Regions from separate parts of the Sus scrofa genome. Here region 2 is linked to region 1. A link is a contact called in public Hi-C data. All regions are on one chromosome and are shown on one strand. Each heading gives the region's core, a stretch centred on a gene start, on an enhancer-like site or on the middle of the called end of the contact. The rest is flanking DNA. Distances are from core to core; before and after follow the strand shown.

Region 1 (7,227 bases), core at 1,889-4,388:
AAAATAATGTATGTCCATGATTATCCATATTTGTATCTTCAGTAATATATCTATGTATGTGAACACTAAAATATATAAAAATGGAAGAAAAGAAATTTAATTGCTTTCCTGAATGCTCTTTGGAAGTTTGAAGCTATCTGTCTACCTATCTTACAGTAGGGGTACTCAAAAGCTAAGATTCTCACTAGGGTAAATTTTTTCCAAATCTGACCCTGAAGAAAGCGGTTTGTTCATACAAAAAGAGCATTTCAATTATAAAGGATAGGGATAATCAGGCTGGCTTTAGCAATCTCCATATCAAAATTTGATGCCAGAAGAAAAAGGGGCAATGGGCTACAAAGCACACAGGCAAGAAAAAAGCATGATGCATCAATGTAACATTTAGTAAGGTATCTTGAGCTATAAAAGCAAGATACTGAAGGAAATTAATGAAATCTCAAATTTCCATTTCAGGTTATGATGATTTAGATTATTCTGGCTAATATGCCCACAGATAATGACTAAAGATACTGGATAAACTATAAAAAAAATCTCCAATCACCAAACTGCTGAAATAAGGTAAGGAGCTATTAGACCAAAAGTTAAGAGAAGAGGGAAACCCAAAGAAGCAAATAGAGTTCCCACTGTGGTGCAACAGGATCAGGGGCATCTTGGGAGCACAGGGACTCAGACACAGTGGGTTAAAGGATCCTGTGTTGCCCTGACTGCAGCACAGGTCACAACTGAGGCTGGGATCTGATCCCTGGCCAGGGGTGCCACGGGAAACAAAAAACAAAGAAGCAAATGAGGTATAGGAATACAAGAGCTACTCTTCCTCTAAGGACATTTTATAGTCAGGGAACATCTAACCTGTTGTTGTTGTTGTTGCCTCACTGGGCATGGAGTGAATAGCTAAGGTCCAGGGCTGCACAAAGAGGAAATGGTCCAGGTGATTCTCCTCATATTAAACTGTGACTCCACAGGCTACACCCTAAGAGGAAATGTGAATCAGTACCTAGACCTTTAGAAAGGTTGCTTAAACTTTATTTTTTATGGCCATGCTCATGGCCTATGGAAGTTTCCAGGCCAGGGATTGAATTTGAGCCACACACAGCTTGTGATCTAAGCTGCAGCTGTGGCAGTGCTGGATCCTTTAGGGCTGCACTCACGGCCTATAGAGTTTTAACAGCACACTGGGCCGGGGATCAAACTCATGCCTCCAACCTGACCAGAGCTGCTGCAGTCAGACTCTTAACCCACTGTGCCACAGTGGGAACTCCAGGAAAGAAGTTTTTTAAATTGACTATAAGAGAAAATGGGAGTTCCTGTCATAGCTCAGTGGAAACGAATCTGACTAGTATTCATAAGAATGCAGGTTTGATCCCTGGCCTCGCTCAGTGGGTTAAGGATCTGGCATTGCCGTGAGTTTAGGTGTAGGTTGCAGACACAGCTCGGATCTGGCGTTGCTGCGGCTATGGCGTAGGCTGGCAGCTGCAGCTTTGATTTCCACCCCTAGCCTGGGAACCTCCATATGCCGTGAGTGCAGCCCTAAAAAGACCAAAAAAAAAAAAAAAAAAAGTTAAAAAAATAAATTAAATACATTGACTGTAAGAGAAAAAAAGGAAAAGAAAAAAAAAAAATCCCATCTTTGGGTAGATTTGGCTACCAGGCAGCTCTTGCTCAGATTTGTAGCCTCAGTTAGCAATGACCTAAGGAAACTCCATGCATGGAAACTCGTTGCTGAGAAGGCATCAACGCACCTAGCAGGAACAAGCAAAAATCCTATTTGGAAGAAACCACAAATACTTTTTCCTCACTGATTTTCAGGTTTAAAAAAATGAAGACACAAAGAAACTAGACACCATGGACACAGACAGCAGAAACATCAGGCAGCAGAAACTTGAAAATAATTCAGACATTAGAATTATCATGACACTGATTACAAAACAACTATGACTACTATGTTTTAAGAAATAAAATAAGCTCCAATTAAAAGGAAACAGAGAGGACAGAGAAACATGCTGAAATGCTCCATGTATATGGAATCAGCAAAATCCAAGCTGGGGCAAAACACTGCCAGATCAAAGATCCCAGGTTTGTCTACAGAACATTGTAAAGAAAAAATAGCTTTAAACGTTTCGTCATTAAGAAGGCTGTCTGGTAAATGGCTTGTTGCAGATACTCTATCAGATTAATTTCCCTTCTATCACTGGTTTCCCATAAGCATTTATCATAATTGTTTTAGTCATTTATTCTACAATTGGCAAAATAATTAACGGAGAATTAATCAATTAAATTTTGGTGATGTTAAAACCACCGAATTTGCTTATAAGGTGTTATTCTATGTAACTAAATTTGGCTAATATTTTGCTTACCAGTTTTTGCACCTACATTCATGAGCAAAACTGGCATACTATTTTCCTTCAATTTGATGTCCTTGGGTTTTCCTATCAGGGTTATACTACATCTCATAAAAAGTTTAAGTGTTTCCTGTTTTTGCCTTCCCTTCCCCATTTTTCTGCAAGTATTTGATTAATATGGGAATTATGGTTATAACAAAGTTTTGCTTACCAAAGAAGATTGGGGGAGATAAATTTGGCACTACTATATATAAAACAAACAACAAGGACCTACTGGGAACTGTATTCAATATCTTTTAATAACCTATCATAGGAAGGAATGTGAAAAACAGACATTTACAGGTATAACTGAATCCTGTTGTACACTGAAACTCACACTACATTGTGAATTAACTATACTTCAATTAAAAACATTTTTAAAGAGGGAGAATGTGGAAAAAATTGGGAATTATATTTTCCTCATAACGTTTGGTTTATCTTGCTTAGGAACCCTGGGTGGCCTGGACTCTTCTCTGTAGGAAGACTTTGAGCTACTTCTTCATTTTGTTTTTAAACAATTTTCCCTGCACAAGGACAAATAGGTACCTCCCCAGGACTCTCCATGGCCGGAAGCAGACTGCAAGCGGTCTCGGGTCTCTGGAGAACCCACATTAAGATTGGGCCGGGCCGGGCCTGGCGGGGGAGTAAACCACGTGACCACACAGAGCGCCTCAGGGCCGACGCCCCCTCCTCCGGAAGCCGTGTTCTGACGTCGCCATGCGGCAACTTCCTGCAGGACCTCGACGGAGCCTATTGCATTCTGGGACACGCGTGGCTACGCTCGGATTTTAGAGCGTCGGTGTAGGGCGTGTCTCCCCGCGGTGCCCTGTGTACACGTTCTCCTGCCAGCTCAAACATCTTTTCCATTTATAAAGAGGCGGGGTTCTATTTCCTGCGAGCAAGGAGTTGCCAGAGGATGGTGTCAGTTTAGGTACTGCTAAACTTAATGCAACCAGATCTGGGGCCTGAGACTAATTCGAGGCTCACAAGACGGTCTAAGTGCTACTACTTCCTCCCCACATCCCGGGCTTCCGAAGGATCACGTGACCGATGGCTGGCTCAGCTGTCACGTGATGCGTCGCGTGTCGTTTTTGCGCTGGAGAGTACTAGCTCACGGGGGTGTGTGTCTTTGTCTCCGCTCCCGCCCTGGTCCCGTTTTTTTGCCGCATGCACAGCACACGATTGCTTCCTGCGTTATCACTCAAACTCCACTTCCACCGTTTCTTTCTCACAGGTACAGAGACGCACACCTGGCCGTCTGTCCCTCTTGGGCTCTGGAGGAGAAGGTGATGGAGAAACTGGCCGTCAGAGGAGTTAGGACAAAAGTTTTTGCCTGCGTCTGTTGAGAGTGGCGTGATCATCATACCGAGGGTGGGAGGAAGGGTTCCACAGCCCCGCGGCGCTGCTAGGGATTCGGCTTTGTGCTTTGGCGAGAGCCTGTGCTAGAGAGGGGAGCGCACGTCTTTGCGATTCATAATGGGGCCATGTCAACTTCTGTCTTCCTTGGGACTTCTTGGCTGTGTGTCGGGGTCCCAGATGCCCTGGGTGACCCAGGAAATAATTCTTTTTTTTTTTTTCTGAGCCACATCTGTGGCCTACACTGTAGCTTTCAGCAATGCCAGAGCCTTAACCCACTGAGTGAGGTCAGGGATTGAACCCTTATCCTCACAAAGACAATGTCAAGTCCTTAACCTGCTGAGCCACAATGGGAACTCTATGTAGTGGGTTTTTAGTTTTTTTGTTTTTTTGTTTTTGTTTTTGGTGTGGTTTTATAGTATACCATGATACAGGTATACTATAAATTTTTTAACCAGTCCCTATTGACTGGCATTCAGGATCTTTCCAATATTTTGCCTATTATGAACGATGCTGTAATGAAAAGTTGTTTTTGTAATTGTGCAAATTTATGATGACCTAAATTTCTAGAAGTTAGTTTATAATGATCTAAATTTATACAAGTTAGTCTATGTAAAAAATTATATGCATTTGATTTTTTTTTTACACAAATAATTGCTTGGATTTTTCTTGGCACTGCATTTAATCCATAGATCAAATAGAAGAGAATTGACATTTTTATATTTATTTATTTATTTACTTATTTATTTTGTCTTTTTTTGGCTTTTCTAGGGCTGCTCCTGCGGCATATGGAGGTTTCCATGCTAGGGGTCGAATTGGAGCTGTAGCCACTGGCCTACACCACAGCCACAGCAACATGGGATCCGAACCGCGTCTGCAACCTACACCACAGCTCACACCAATGCCGGATCCTTAACCCACTGAGCAAGGCCAGGGATCGAACCCACAACCTCGTGGTTTCTAGTCGGATGCGTTAACCACTGCACCACGACAGGAACTCCACAAATTATATGCATTTGAAGTGTCAATAGACAAGTGTCAAACTGCTAACTGTAATTTAGCCTTTTTTTTTCTAGGGATGAACCCTGAAGCATATGGAAGTTCCCAGGCTAGTGGTCAAATCAGAGCTACAGCTGCCAGCCTACACCACAACTGCAGCAATGCCAGATCCAAGTCTCGTCTGTAACCTATACCACAGCTCACAGCAACACTGGGTCCTTAACCCACTGAACAAGGCCAGGGATTGGACCCAGATTCTCATGGATACTAGTTGGATTCATTACCTCTGAGCCACAATGGGAACTCTCCAGAGCTATTTATATTTTGTTTTCTTGGAACCCATTGCAAATCCTTGCTTGTTTTTCTTTTGATTTGTTTTATTCATTGTGGGTTTTTGTTTTTATTTTTTTGCCACACTCATGGTATGCGGAAGTTCCTCAGCCAGGGATTGAACTCGCGCCACAGTTACAACTAGAGCCACAGCAGTGACAAAACCAGATCCTCAAACCCACAGAGCCAGAGGAACTCCCTCATTTGTTTTTTATTTTTACTTTTATTTTTTTTAGGGCTGCACATGTGGCACATGGAAGTTCCCAGGCTAGGGGTCGAATTGGAGCTGCAACTGCTGGCCTATGCCACAACCACAGCCATGCAGGATCTGAGCCTTGACTGTGACTTAAGCCACAGCAACGCTGGATACTTAACCCACCGAGCAAGGCCAGGGCTGGAACCTGCATTCTCATGGCTACTAGTCAGGTTCATAACTGCTGAGCCACAACAGAAACTCCGTTATTTGTTTTTAATAACACATTTTGCCTCTTTCTTTTTAAAAAATTAAATTTATAAAGATATATTTAAAACAATAAAATGATAAAATTGAGTACTTTCGGAAGCCTTATTATGGAAAATCCAAAAATAGAGCTAAATTTCTTCAGCAACAAGCAAGTGTTTAATTTAACTATATAGCTTGATACTTGATCAACTGAAAAACCTTAAGAATACAACTCATGGTAAAAACAAAATCCATCATTAAGAAGGCCATGCTTGAAAATAAATCAGGGATCTAAGAAAGTAGGCAAAAGGCAGAGGAAATTTAATTTAGAATGGACTTTGAGAAAGAAGTAATGAAGAAATCTGGAAAATGTTATAAGTTTCTGAGGATAAAGATAAGAAATTAGTACAGGAATTCCTGCTGTGGTGCAATGGGATCAGTGGCATCTGCAGGTTCAATCACCACCTCCAGCATAGTGAGTTAAAGATCCCACATTGGAGTTCCCATCGTGGCTCAGTGGTTAACGAATCCTACTAGGAACCATGAGGTTGCGTGTTCGATACCTGCCCTTTATCAGTGGGTTAACGATCTGGTGTTGCCGTGAGCTGTGGTGTAGGTTGCAGACGCAGCTCGGATCCTGCGTTGTTGTGGCTCTGGCGTAGCCTGGCAGCTACAGTGCCGATTAGACCCCTAGCCTGGGAACCTCCATATGCCATGGGAGTGGCCCAAGAAATGGAAAAAAGACAAAAAAAAAAAAAAAAATCCCACATTGCTGCAGCTGGGGTTTGGATCGGATCCTTGGCCTGGGGAACTCCATATGCCATGGGGCAGCCAAAAAGGAAAAAAAATCAGTACAATTTACAGAAATAAAAAGTTATTAATTGTCTTAGTCCATTTGAGCTGCCATTACAAAATGTCACAGATGACTAGCTTATAAATTAGACCTTAATTTCTCATAGTTCTGGAGGTTGAGAAGTCCAAGGTTAAGGTGCCAGCAGGGTTGCCTGATTTGTAGCTATATGCCTTCTTGCTGTGTCCTCACATTGTTGAAGCAGCAGGCAAGCCTTCTGGGTCTCTTTTTTATAAAAGCTTTATTCTCCCACCCTCAGACTTTTGAATATGCATAAGAGATCTCCAAAAGAGAACGACAAATCTGTTAATTACAGAGAGAATGCCATTTGATATTACTTCATTTGTGCTGTGATACCAATATGTGCCTGCCGGGAATTCTCTTGTAGTACAATAGGTTAAGGACCTGGCATTGTCACTGCAGAGGCTTGGGTTAGTGCTGTGTCATGGGTTTGATCCCTGGCATAGGTGTTTCCATATGCTGTGGGTGCAGTCAGGAGAAAACAACAATAACAACGGAAGTGTGCTTTCCAGAAATTGTAACTTATTTATGTCGCTGTCCACTTTCCTCTATGAAACTTTTATTTATTTATTTATTTATTTATTTATTTAAATTACTCAAATGAATTTATCACATCTGTAGTTGTATAATGATCAAAACAACCTGATTTCCATCCCACAGTCCAAGCACATCCCCCCAGCCCCCTTCTCTATGAAACTTCAATGATCTGAAAAGTAGAGAGTCAAACTTACCCAAATATCTTCTAATCTCCCACTCTCAGCAGCAGACTGATATAAGTATCAAGTTGTACGCTGTAAGAACATGATAAATACTTGAAGGCATGAATGAAAGAAAAATAGGCAGAGGGTAGA
Region 2 (7,426 bases), core at 2,790-5,289, 240 kb before region 1:
AATAAAACTAGTAAATATAACAAAAAAAAGTTAAGACATAGATATAGAGAACAAACTAGTGGTTACCAATGGGGAGAGGGAAGAGGGAGGGACAAGAAAGGGGCAGGGAATTAAGAGGTACAAACTATTATGCATAAAATAAATAAGCTACAAGTTAATATTGCATAATACAGGGAATATAACCTTTAAAAATTGTGAGTCACTATGTTGTACACCTGAGATATTTTATTGTACATCAACTATACCTCAGTTAAAAGGAATAAAAAAGGGTGTGGGTCAGGGTATAGGGAACTGAAGGGAATGAATGAATCTAGTACTTTTAAATATATTACAATCCCTTGACCCAAAGAAGGGAGAAGTTAGAACATTTAAAAGTGAGTCATATAGAGTAGGTCACTTTTGGAGGAGTAGAGACTTCCTAAGAAGCAGCCCAACAGATAGTCCAAAGTGACCTTTCGGGTAGAAACCCAGATGAATTAATATACTGACCTCACTCTTTTCCCATCTTGCAGATTCATGTCTGTGCTGCCTCTCCACCGGCCAAACTCAGCTGAAGCCTGAAAGTACTGACTCCAGTGATAGACTCCATGCCCTTGGACTCCAGGACAGGGGCAGGTGGACAGTGGTCCTGGAGGAGCAAAAGGAAGATAATCAGCACAGATGTGTCGATGAAAAGATGGTAAAGACCAGATTGAAAGTCACTTTTTCAGTACATATACAAAAGCTCTTGACTTTGAAATATTAGTTGAGAAAACAAGATACAATCAATCTTGTATGTTTCTATTTTGCCTCTTTTGACTTGAAAAAAAAAATATTGAGCCATGACTGGTGACATCAAGTTTAGCATTTGCTTCTCATGCATGAAAATAATTCCTGGAGTTCCCATCGTGGCGCAGTGGTTAACGAATCCGACTAGGAACCATGAGGTTGCGGGTTCGGTCCCTGCCCTTGCTCAGTGGGTTAACGATCCGGCGTTGCCGTGAGCTGTGGTGTAGGTTGCAGACGCGGCTCGGATCCCGCGTTGCTGTGGCTCTGGCGTAGGCCGGTGGCTACAGCTCCGATTCGACCCCTAGCCTGGGAACCTCCATATGCCGCGGGAGCGGCCCAAGAAATAGCAACAACAACAACAACAACAAAGACAAAAAGACCAAAAAAAAAAAAAAAAAAGAAAATAATTCCTCTTTCTTTGTTCACATCCAAATGGTTTCAGCTATACATCTGATAGTAAGACATATGTCAGATCTGTCTGAGAACTTCTATCTTGTTTGTACAGCTGGGCAGCTTTCTAAGAAGAAAACAACAGCCTTGTAGGGAAAGAGAAAAAACCTTAGTTACAATCTATACTGTGTGGAGGGAGAAACAGAGAAGGTTATATTTTGTTACATACAGAATCATTATTTGCAATTGTTTATAGCCTAAGTAAATCACTATACACAAAAGCTTATGTTTCCAGATGTAATTAATTTGGTCTGCACAGGACAAATATATCTTTTCTGGGTCTCCCATCTCTGGTCAATCATTTGGGATCTATATTGGCTAGATTAGCACAAATCCTATACAGTCTCAGCAGTATTTTGACAATAGTCTCCCCCAACCCCTGACCTCCTCACAAAGGATTCTCCATTTAAGACTTACAACATTAAAAGGACAAATTGCCTCATGGGAGTGAGTACAGCAGGTCTTGACTAGTTCTTTTTTCCGAACTTTTCTACTTCTCTTCAAAACTTTGGATTTATATTTCCAACTATTACTTAAATAACTCCATGTAGGTATACTCTGGATGAATTTCAGTGCAACACAATGCAAAGGGTACGCACTGCTTCCTCTTCTCTTCTAGTTCAGAGCATCATTATCTACCCAAACCATCATTTAAGTCTCCCAAACTAGAAACCTTGGAATTATTCTTAGCATTCTATTTTCCTCATCCCTCATATCCACACTTTCTACAAGTCTGATAGCCTTGATTTTCTAGAATACTCTGACTCTATACTTTCCTCTCTTACTGTCACAGATTTCACCGAAACTGACACAATAAGCTTTCTGACAGCATCTCCCCCGCCTCTCCTAGTCTCTTAGTTTTTCCCTAAGGCATCCTTCCACATTCCTTCAGGTGTCTTTGCAAAGGGCATATTTAATCACATCAGTGGACTCCTTTAAAAACTTTAGTTTCTCCCTGGGGCCCACAAAATCTATTTCTTTCAATGCTAATCTTCACACTCTGCCCCTCCCTATTTAGTCAACCTTTCTCTTATATGCAATCTCTTTGACCTGCAAAAATGCATACCTTCTATCTTTGCTTAAGCACTCTCTCCTCTTTGGGCATTCTCTGCTTATCTAAATCCTCTCCATAATAGTACAAAAATAATTTAGTGTGTAACACCAAGGGATAGGCACTATGATAAACATTTTACATTCATTAGATATTCTAAGCACCATTTTACATTGAGGAAATTGAAACAAATAATTTCTCCAAGATCACATTTTAAGTAAATAGAAAAACTGGTTACAATTCATGAACTGAACATTTAAATGCTGCCTTCATTACAATATGCCATTTAATTCAGGTCAAGTTGTACCCCTATTCTTAAGATCCCAGATCATTCTAGTCCCTTTCTCTCACCTCTAATTGCTGTTTTAACCAAGAGCAGACTATTTAGTACTAAATTATTCTTTAATACTTTCATTTTTTAAATTCTTATTTGAACAGGATTGTAAATTCTTTGTGATCAGAGAATTTTTATAAAACTTTTAATATGACTCTACAAGGGCATACTGTATCCTATAATAGCAAATAGCTATCCTTTATTGGGGCAGGTTATTAGCGAGCCTCATATTTACACATGTAAAGAATACCCAATATTTGTTTTACTTAAATCAGGAGCAGACAGGATGTATTTAGAGAGTAAAAGTGAGTGTAAAATTTTCAACAAGGACGGAGACCAAAATGTATATTTGTTCCACTTTTTTCTCTCTCTCCCATGTTGGGCCATCTTTTTTTTTTTTCCCAATATATTAGTGGTCTCTGTACTTACAATTATTTTAAGCGGTTATTACAAAAATGTTGCTCTACTTTTGTGCTAATAATCTGCACCAGTATGAATACTCAAGTTATGGATTTTGGCAAATATGAAGTCCAAATTTTATACATACATACTTTTTTCTACTTCCATATGCTCTCTTCCTTTTTAGGTAATGCTCCTTTGGACTATTTTTGAGAAATTATTCCTATCAGGATCGCTGGAGTACTTCCTTCATAGGTGTGTAATTTTGCATCCTTTAAAAGCGTCTTCCATGACCCCAGCCCCTTAAGCCAAATGCTAACATGGAAGGTCCACAAACGGAAACGTCCGCCTCTGGAGAGAGGCCTTCAGAGAGGCGGCACCAGCACCTCCCTGGCCCAAGGTCCGGTTGTGAGCGCAGCGGGCAGAGATGGGGATCCCACCCGGCCCGGCGGCCTGTAGGCCTTACTTGGGTGGCCACCTCCGCCCAGCGGCGGGAAACACTAGGAAGCCAGTTTCCGCGCGAAGGCAGCATTCTGCGACCGGCGGGAAACGAGTTCCTGAAGGAGAAGGGTCCCTAGGGCCTTTCCTGGGTGGCCGGCCCCGCCAGGCCGCCTGGCTGGCTGTGTCTGGCTGAGCGCGGTGAAGCGGGTTCATTTCCTTAGGTGCTTTCTCACAAATTTAGGCCGCGCCCGCATGCACTCACCCCACTTTTCATAGTCGTACAACTGCACATAAGAGTTTCTTATCTTTGGTGTTTTTGATACCACAGAACCGAATTGGCTAGGCCTGAGAGGTCGCTCTCGCCCTTGGTCCCGAAATCAGGTCTAAAGCGGCAACCCGTGTGGGCGGCCTTGTAACCGCCAGCAACCCGAAGGCTAGAGGGCGTGTCTAGGGCCCAGGTGCCGGCGGAGGGGCAAGTAACGGCTCACCAAAGCACCGCCCCCCCGCCCCGCCCTTCCCACCCCGCCCATTTTAGTTTCCTCTGGTCTGTGGCCACCTCCTGAGTTGCTTCCTCTTTAAGGCGGAGCCCGGCATAGATCTCGCGAGATCCGGGTTGGCGCCGTGACCTCCATGTGGGAGCTTGAGCTCTATAAGTAAACACTCCGCGCGGCGCAGACAAGGCTTCTTCCTATTTGTGAGGTGGGGGCTGCGGTAGCAGCCGCGCTCCCGACTGGTTCCGGTTTCCTTCCCTCCTCAGCTCTGCTGGGTGGGCGCTTAGTTTAGGATTCACCGCCGCCTGTCCGGCCCGGCGTCTGGTCGGTCTTCCTCTCTGGTGCGCGCGCTCGCCCGCCAGCCGCGGAGAGTCAGAGCGGACCGGGAAGCGGCGCGGGCCGGGCGGGGCGCGGCGCCCCGAGCGCAGGGGGAGACAAAGCAGGGCCGGCCCCTTCTCCCGGCGCCGAGATGTGGATCCAGGTTCGCACCATCGACGGGTCCCAGACGCGCACCATTGAGGACGTGTCCCGCAAAGCCACAATTGAGGAGCTGCGCGAGCGGGTGTGGGCACTGTTCGACGTGCGGCCCGAGTGCCAGCGCCTCTTCTACCGGGGCAAGCAGGTGAGTCGCGCCCACCGCCCCCCACGGGAAGCTCGAGCAAGGGCAGCGGAGCGTTGGCAGGATGCTTAAGCTGGACGGGCCGGAGTGCTTGGTGCCCCACATGTGCAAAATGTACCTGGCTCCACTTCGGGTGGGCAGCCCGCGAGGTTCAGAGCTCGGCCATGGGCGGGGGTCCTCGCCAGCCCTGAGTGCAGGTGCGCTTCGCGGGGTCGGAGGCACCCGGAGCCCGGAGACCTCACCGCCCTTTCTCAATGGGGCAGCAGCCGCTCGCTAGGGCGCCTGGGTTCCCTCTTATTCCCGCGCTTGGTGGGGTCCGGGCTCCTGGAGGGCGGGGAGGGCAGCAGACTCTGGCGGCCATGCCAAAGTGCAGGTGGGGAGGGCTGGCGGCTCTGACTCCCGGCAGCGCTGACCCGGCTAACGGCTTGTATCCTTTCTTTAGCTCTACCGCCCTCCTGGGTCCCAAATAGGAGGGGAAACTTACGTATTGCTTGTTCTCAGGCACAAGACCCTAAGTTGCCTCCTCTCTGTGGAAGGGATTTGTATACACTGAAGGTTCGAAGGCTTTCCAGAACTTCTGCCCGCCCCCTCCTTTCCTGGAATTGAATCTGTCTTGGGGGAGATTAGAGACCTGGGCTGAAGAAGCTGTAGATGTAACCTGGGACCGGGTTTAAACTAGCCAGTCTTGGCGGGGGGTGTGGAGGGGTAATATTCAGAGTGAAAAACGGTTTAAAAGATGTGTCTTGCCCTTATTTCTCACCTTCTCATAGGTCTCTCACCCATGCTTTGAACACAATTAGAGCATAGCTAGCGGTACATACTTGAAGGCTGAAAGTGTTATTTGGCGGTGCCCTAGGGTGTTTGGGCGTCCCTGGTAGTTGTATGGTATGGCCCTGATCTGGCCCATTGAAGATTTTTTCCTGTTCACGTGATCTGTACCTGGAGACCCAGACTCATCGTGTATTTCTTGTTTCTTCTTTGTAAAGACAAAACAAAGTTGGTATCCTCCAGTTGATAGACCATATTTTGGCTCCAATCTTGTAGTTTGAAATAAGTGTAACTCTCTTTCATTTGGTAGAAGTAGCGTTTTGCTACAGCCAACGGGTTTGAGAGGAGTATTTTTCTCCTCTTCATAGGCTTACCTTTTGAAAACTGTCCAGAAACTTCAGAGTAACAAGATTGCACTGAGAAAGAGCGAGGGGTTGTTAAAATTTGTTTTGAAATAAGTGTCAGTATCGTTGATATCAATATCCAGTTTTATATTGATCCTCTAGTGCTTGACTTGTAAAAATAGGTGTTCAATTTGTTTGCAAACTTTGCTTTAGAAATAAATGTATGTGTATTAAACGCTCTTTAGCTTTATAAGGCTGATACCTTTTAATTTTTTGGTCAAAAGTGAAAAGCATGTAACAAAGTCTATTGAATTTTATTTTCTAGCTAGGGACAATAGTATTTGAATTCCTGGGATACTTTAGTGACTTCACCAGAGATAGAAAAGCATGAAAATGAATTCCTGGGCGATGCCCATATAGTCTAATTATCAAATAACACTAAAAGGAAAATGTGCACCTGGCTCTCTTGAGGAAAAGGTAGGGATTGGGTTAAACTCAAGGCAACCAAGTAGCCCTTCTGACAAACCAGGAAGCTATTCCAAGCTCAGGGAAGAACTATTGAGCTTAACAACCTTTTGAACTTTTTACTCCAGGAGTTGATAACTCACTACTTGATTTTACTATGGGGATAAACCAACAAGAATTAGGAATGGACTGTGGGTGCCTCACTTGAGTTGGAGATAGAAGGAAGACATTGCTCCAGCTGTATTTACTTCCTTATGATCTGACAAGCAGAGATGAAATGATTATTATCTATATTCTCCTTTCCTTTTGGAGTCTACAGCCTGTGGACAGGATAGTGTATCTATATCAAGCTGCTTTGGATTGGTGTCACAGGGCTGCCCTTATTCTTGTAAATTGCTTTTGTGCTTATTAGAAAAAGATGTCCCATCCTCAAGATTCCTTTCTCATAGTGCAAAATGTCATAAAATAAAAACAAATTTACAGTTTTCCCTGATGTAAGGAGTCCCCCTGCCTTCACCTTTGTGTGTAAGGTTTGCTTCTTTTAATCTTTGGTATGCATCAGAATCTTTTGTAGATATTTATTACAGATGTTCAGCTCACAACAGAATTGCAAGTAGTGAATTTAACAAGACCCTGTGGGAGATTATCATGAACACCTGAGTTTGATAATGAATGTTGAAGAAGGCAGCTTCCTACTAGTTTCTTACTATTCAAAATGTAGTCCCAGGATCAGCAGGACCAGTAGCATTAGCTGCACCTGGGAGCCTCACACCCACCCTGCTGAAATAGAATCTGTATTTTAATTAGGTTCCCAGGTGGTCTGTATGCAAATTAACTTGGAGAAGCACTGTAATTGTGTGATTGACTCCACTTTTGAGAGTCAAAATGGAGAGCCAGGCAGCGATTCAGGGCTGTAAGTTCCAGTTAGAGTAGGGTAACCTCACTGGGATATTCTCTGCGATGTTGAATGTGCACACTAGGGATTGCTTTTTGTTTTTTAGAAAGAGATACATTGGTGGATCTCTAAATCTTGAGAAAACCTAGAGCTTTTCCTAATTGGAAAGCATTCTCTCCCCTCTTTGCTTCCTTTGTACCACTGTAAGGACTCTTAGAATAGATTGTAAATGTGGGCAATGAACCAGAGGTGAAGAAAAACTTGAGTAGTCGCCTTTTGCCCTTGGACTCAGTTTTCACATGGGCTACAAAGTGTTTGCCTACTTAAATGTGTGTGTGTGTGTGTGTGTGTGTGTGTTCTGTATATGCTGTGAAAGATACATAAAAGTTACTAATGCTTTC

What was found. Hi-C and Micro-C count contacts between places; a contact is called where the count stands out from the background.
Region 2: a Hi-C map of skeletal muscle shows a contact between it and region 1, with 3 times the contacts expected there. The contact joins the promoter of UHRF2 here to the enhancer-like site in region 1. A contact is called at or near these places in 1 of 5 promoter capture datasets (liver), 2 of 47 Hi-C or Micro-C datasets (embryonic fibroblasts and skeletal muscle) and 1 of 2 datasets of contacts at active chromatin or transcription factors (alveolar macrophages).

What each region holds. Positions count from the first base shown.
Region 1 is chr1:215,564,427-215,571,653 of Sscrofa11.1, reverse strand. No RefSeq gene overlaps it. Among named protein-coding and RNA genes, the nearest start is that of GLDC, 41 kb to the left of the region's middle. Within about 2 kb of position 3,138, at least 56 of the 83 cell types and tissues checked have an H3K27ac peak or open chromatin away from gene starts, as enhancers often do. A contact at or near this core is called in liver and skeletal muscle, where this site is marked.
Region 2 is chr1:215,804,241-215,811,666 of Sscrofa11.1, reverse strand. UHRF2 (E3 ubiquitin-protein ligase UHRF2) reads left to right here and starts at 4,039. Exons shown (of 16, transcript XM_021063938.1): 1 at 4,039-4,556. The coding sequence starts at 4,404.